Linked DNA regions of Rattus norvegicus: region 1 is linked to region 2. A link is a contact called in public Hi-C data. All regions are on one chromosome and are shown on one strand. The core of a region is the stretch at or near the end of the contact, and the rest is flanking DNA. Distances in the headings are between cores, read along the strand shown.

Region 1 (2,700 bases), core at 195-2,694, 1.2 Mb before region 2:
TCCCGGCGCTCGGCTCATTGTTCCCTCCCTTCCTCCCTCACTTCGCGCCGCGGCTAGGGCTGAGGGCTACCAGGGTGAGGAGGCGGGGGCGTCGGGACCCAAAGTGGCAAAATGCAAGCATTTCCATAACTCCAGCCCTACGACCACTTCTGACAGCGGGGGCCGGGGTGGGGGTAGAAAAAAAGAAAAAACCCAAAACCAAAAGAAAAAAGGAAAGAAAACCTCTAAGCTGGGTTTGCAGAACGCCCGGGCGACCGCTACCCCACGTTCTCGGGACTCCTGAGCTGAACCTTTTCCAATCCAGCACCAGCTCCTCTTCTTGCTCTGGCTTTGACTTTTCTTCTCCGGGAGTCTAGCAGAGAATCCAGTACTTTTGGCATCAACCCCCCACCCCGAAAAATACTGGCAGACCCCAATAATTTCGAGGAAAGTCTTGAAGTCTTTCATGAGCGGAGCACTGAGCGAATTAACTCCGGCATCTGCCTGCCCTACGTTTATTCCCGATTTATTTCAAGAGTCCGCTTTGGGAAGAGAGGCTGGAAGGGGACCTAAAGTCGGCGGGTCGGGAGCTGCAGCCTGCATTTGTGTGCATGTGCCTTGGGTGTGTGGTGTTAGTGCCTGGGCGTGCGAATTCATGGAGCGCCTTTCTGCCTCTCCAGTGCGGCCAGAGCTCGCTTCGCGCACCCACCCCTGCCGAGGAGCCTACTTGCTGCAGCCCAATGCATTGTGTAAGACGCGACCTGTTATGGCCACCACTACTTCCGGGTTCTAGCATTCTGGTCGGAATCCACCTCTCCGCCTGTGCAACACACACTTTACACACGCACGGCGACTGCAAGCGGGCAGCATCGATCGTGGCTCCTTTAAGACAAACTCAGACAGACATTTTTTTAACCCTCCTCTCTAATCTCCCTTCAGTGCAGCAGTTGCAAAGAGGGAGAGAGAAAGAGAAAGAGAGCGAGAGAAGAGAGAAACTGATTGGGAATTAGGACTGATTCAAGGAAAGCGGGCGCTAGGGCTTTGTGCATTTGAATATTAACATTTGAGGTGTTCTGACCAGAAGAAGACAGAACGGATGATCATTCATTCACCACGTTGACAACCTCGCCTGTGATTGACAGCTGGAGTGGCAGAAAGCCATGAGATTTGGTAGTTGGTTCTGAGGGGCGCTCTTTTTTTTCTTTTTCTTTTCTTTTCTTTCTTTTTTTTTAACTGATTTTTTTGGGGGGGAAGAGAAGATCTGCTTTTTTTTCCCTCCCACTGCTGTCTTGGTGGAACCAGAGCGCTTTTATGCTCAGCGACGCGGGCGCCTTGCTTCAGGTCCGGTAGACCGAAGATCTGGGACCAGTAATTCACACTGCTGGAGACGCAAAGGGATTTTTTTGTTACTGTTGTGCTTTATTTTTTTTTCCGAGGGAGTTTGCATATTTGTTTCTTTTCACACTGGCCTTAAAGAGGATATATTAGAAGTTGAAGAAGGAAGGGAGGCAGAGAGGCCGATGGCGCAAAGGGTACGTATTAAAAACAATTGTGGAACTCAAATGTGAGATTAAATTGAAACGTGGCTGAAAGACACTGTTGCTAAGTTTCCTCTTTCCTTTCTCTCTTTTTGAATGAGGTTCCTAAAGCCGCGGCCTAAATCGACAGGTTTACTTAATGCATTTGTAGCCTTATGCATGTTACTCGTGGGTTATTAATTCAAGTGATCAAGTAGTCTATAGATTCCTAGCCAACAGCTATATAAATAAAAATACAAGCCCGAGGAATCACCTGTTTTAAAAGGAAAGAAAGAGGAGGGGGAAATGCTACATATCCAGTGCTGTAATTTAAGCATTTAGGGACCAAAAGTTTAAAGCTACGTTTAATTAAAATGAGCAGCTGGGAACTTTAGCGTTATTATCGATTATGCACATCTTTAATATCATTAGAAGTAGGTAGCATTTTTAGATAAGGAATGTCCTGGTGTAGTGGAGTTTTGGTTGGAAAAACATTCCTCTTTTAAAAGTAATTTTAATTTGCATGGGTTTTTATGCAAGATAATAAGTTTGCAGATTTTTTTTCTTAGCTAAGTTCTTTACCACTTAGATACTAAACACAGAGCTACTCAGTTTAAAAATGCAATCCTAATTTCCCCAATATTCCTATTTGAATGGAAATGCCTTGAAAGTAAACTGAGACAATGACGGGCCGGCTGAGGTGGCTTCTTAAAAGAAAAGGGTCTACAAAAAGGCTGCCTTGCATAATTTGTGTCTTGGCCCTCAAAGCCCCTTTTGGGAAAGAAAGTTACTGGAGGACACATTTTTTTCTTTCTTCTCTCAGTTCAGGCAAATGTCAGGATTCTCCCAAACTCTTCACACCTCTGTCTTTCAGAGGATGAAAGTGGCAGTTCTTTGGAAATCATTTCCTTCTCCCCATTTCCAAATCTTAGAAAAGAAACTTGCCTGGAATAAAACAGAAAAATTGAAATAGCTGAATTTATCACAGACAGTCAAGGCAATCAATTTGAAAGCAGCCCCATCCCCCAGATTTTCATGTGTGTTTTGCTTTTGAGTCTGTTTAAAAAAAAAAACTAACATGTAACTATTGCTTCCTGGACTCTTACTCTAGGGAGAAAGTTTGTGAGGGTAAAAAAAAAATATAAAACAACATTAGTTGCTTCCTTTATAGCTTTTATTTAAGTTTGGAAATAATGTTGCCCAG
Region 2 (2,700 bases), core at 78-2,577:
TCGGAATCCTCCTGCCAACTAGGGTATAGGCCAAAATAGTTCTTTTGCATTTATTTCAGGGTTTTGATCTCACATACAACTGAACCCCATTAAATGCAGTTTCCCAGGCTCATCCCTCGCTTTCCAGACAGTTCAGCATCCATGTGCCTGACTTGCCACTTCCTGTCTGGGAAGCGTATTGACTGTCCTGAACGACAAATAGCACCTCCTTTCCAAGATTCTGGCTCCAACCCAAGAGCTTTCTATCTATCTCAGGGCTCAGCCTCAGAGGCTAGCAAGGTAGGCACGGTGGTTGGGACAAAACTCAGCAGCTTTTTGCTCCATGGCTAAGCACCGTAGGCTTTCTATGGCTGCCCCCAAAGCTTCATTTCTCATCGCTCACCGTGGAAGGTAATGGGAAAGTGCCTGAATTACAAAGATGCCCATCTATTATCCTGGCTGCTCCCCCACAAAGCATCTCTTCTCCCCTTTGGCAAGAGCAGATCACTATTGACACGTTTAGAAGGCCCTGGGCCCCACTCAATTATTGCCATAATCTCCCCCTATTCTGGAAGCAGAGTTCTTTTCTAAGTAGATTTTTTAGAAAATTAAGAGCCAGTCTTTGCTTTATTCATTGGAATGACTTCATGGGCTAATGTATTCTCCTGTCAGTATTTTTCATCAGTTCAGCAACATCTGCAGGATAGGAAAAAAAAAAACCGAAAGCAGATGTTTCTAAAAGGTAGTTTCACTAAGCCTCCCTACCATAATTATTGCAGCATCACATCCGCGTTTTATTGCACCTCTCCTATATTCATATGCTCTTAACTTGTCCTGTAGAAATTAAAACGGGTGCATTGGAGTCCCTTCTAAACAGATTTGCTATCTCTAAAAAAAAAAAAAATTGACTGATATCCTCCATTAAATCCAAATTTCCTTTATCAAATCTTCAAGGGGAAAATAGATTAAGAAGATGTAGATATTTATCTCAACCTTCAACATTTACACTCATTTAGTTAATTAGCACTTAATTACACTGTCAAAGGGGGAAATGTTAGCATGGTCAGGACAGAGTGGTCCCCACCCCTCGGGTCCATGCTTCTTCTAAAAGGCAGACCTTTGCTTAGTCCCAGCTTGCTCCTATGTGAAACATTAGTAATGATTACTTGACAGGGGGTGCAGATCCGAGATTGCGCAAGAGAGAGCCATCACTCAATAGAGTCTGGCTGGAACTCCCAAACTGGAGCAACAGTGCCCCCCAAAGCAAGTTAACAGAAGCAGCCAGAAAGCAAACCCCGAGCTGCCCAAATGTCTATTTTTTTAATAAGCCAAAGAGCTATTTTAAGAACTGCTGGCCGAACCCGCAGGCTCTATCACAACCAGATGAGCATTCCAACCAAGCTGGGGAGCCGTGGCTGGAAACAGAGACTGTTTCCACCTATTTTAACCCAGACGCCACAAATTCTCTAAGGAGGGGTGGAGGCGGGAGGGGAGAGAGCAACAGAGACATAGTAGAGAAGTGGACAACTTTAGAAGTTTGTCCGACTTGAGGCAACAAAACATAAACAGCTTAACGAATAAATCTTATTAACTGAAATGCAATTGAAACTCTGCTTGTCATCGGGGTTTCTCCATCCTTTAACAAATGGCAATGGTTTTTGGTCTCACAGGTTCCTTGCCAAGTAGAAGACCTCATTAAAGCTGTCGGAAAATAATAGAATTCTAATTAGCTTAATTATGATATGAAAATTTATCAACCTAATTCACAAAAACAATATGCAATTAACCTTTTTTTCGTAAGTCAAACTATTTTCCAAAACAGGAAATGAAGGATAACACCCGTAATTTCATCATGAGGGCAAAAATCATAGATACCCTGGTGCAGTAGAACAGGAAGTATGTAAGGAAACGAACAATCTTCACTCCCCCACCCCCACAAGTCCTGTGTATTCACTACACACCCTTTTGGCTCCAAGAATGGAAACCGCATTAAACTGGAGACTCACTCATATTTTTCTCTTTCAAGTTCTAAGTCCTGTTTTCTATTTTCTCTTCAATCCTGGAATAAGGTCACCCTATAAAAGATGAAATATTGCACTCTCAAAAGACAATGAATTTATGATGTCATGTCAACATATTTGAGTCCTTACACTGCAACTGGGATATTACAGACGGAAAATGGTGTGATGTTGGAATTAAGAAATGTCAGCCAGGAAGCCTGAAATCTAAAAAGTTCTAAATTGAAATTGTATAATCAATAACCTAATGGTGAATTCTATGAGAAGACAATATAGCAAGTTTCTAAGATGTAGGAATGTGGGTTGGAGAGATGTCTCCATGGTTAAGAGCACTGACTGGTCCTGAGTTCAATTCCCAGCAACCACATGGTGACTCAAAACTTTTGTAATGGGATCCGATGCCCTCTTCCAGTATGTCTGGAGACAGCTATAGTGTATGCACATAAAAATAAATAAATAAATAAATAAATAAATAAATAAATAAATATTTTAAAAGAAGATATAGGAATATATTAAAAACATATTAAAAACCTTTTCTACTCCATCAATATCTCCACAATGAAAACCATACTCATATATACCTAACAGAATGGCTATAGTTAAAAAGAATAAAAATTGTTTGTGAAAAGGGGAAGAAATTATAATCCTCTTGCATTTTTATATAGAGTACAGACCAATACCATCACTTTAAAGAACTGTTGTG

What was found. Hi-C and Micro-C count contacts between places; a contact is called where the count stands out from the background.
Region 1: a Hi-C map of Schwann cells shows a contact between it and region 2, with 14 times the contacts expected there. The contact joins the promoter of Meis1 here to the enhancer-like site in region 2. A contact is called at or near these places in 3 of 12 Hi-C or Micro-C datasets (the A7r5 cell line, Schwann cells and psoas muscle).

Annotation. Positions count from the first base shown.
Region 1 is chr14:97,493,827-97,496,526 of GRCr8, reverse strand. It overlaps Meis1 (Meis homeobox 1), which reads left to right and starts at 1,444. Exons shown (of 13, transcript NM_001134702.1): 1 at 1,444-1,511. The coding sequence starts at 1,500.
Region 2 is chr14:96,263,513-96,266,212 of GRCr8, reverse strand. No RefSeq gene overlaps it. Among named protein-coding and RNA genes, the nearest start is that of Etaa1, 250 kb to the left of the region's middle. Within about 2 kb of position 1,327, at least 11 of the 93 cell types and tissues checked have an H3K27ac peak or open chromatin away from gene starts, as enhancers often do. A contact at or near this core is called in the A7r5 cell line, where this site is marked.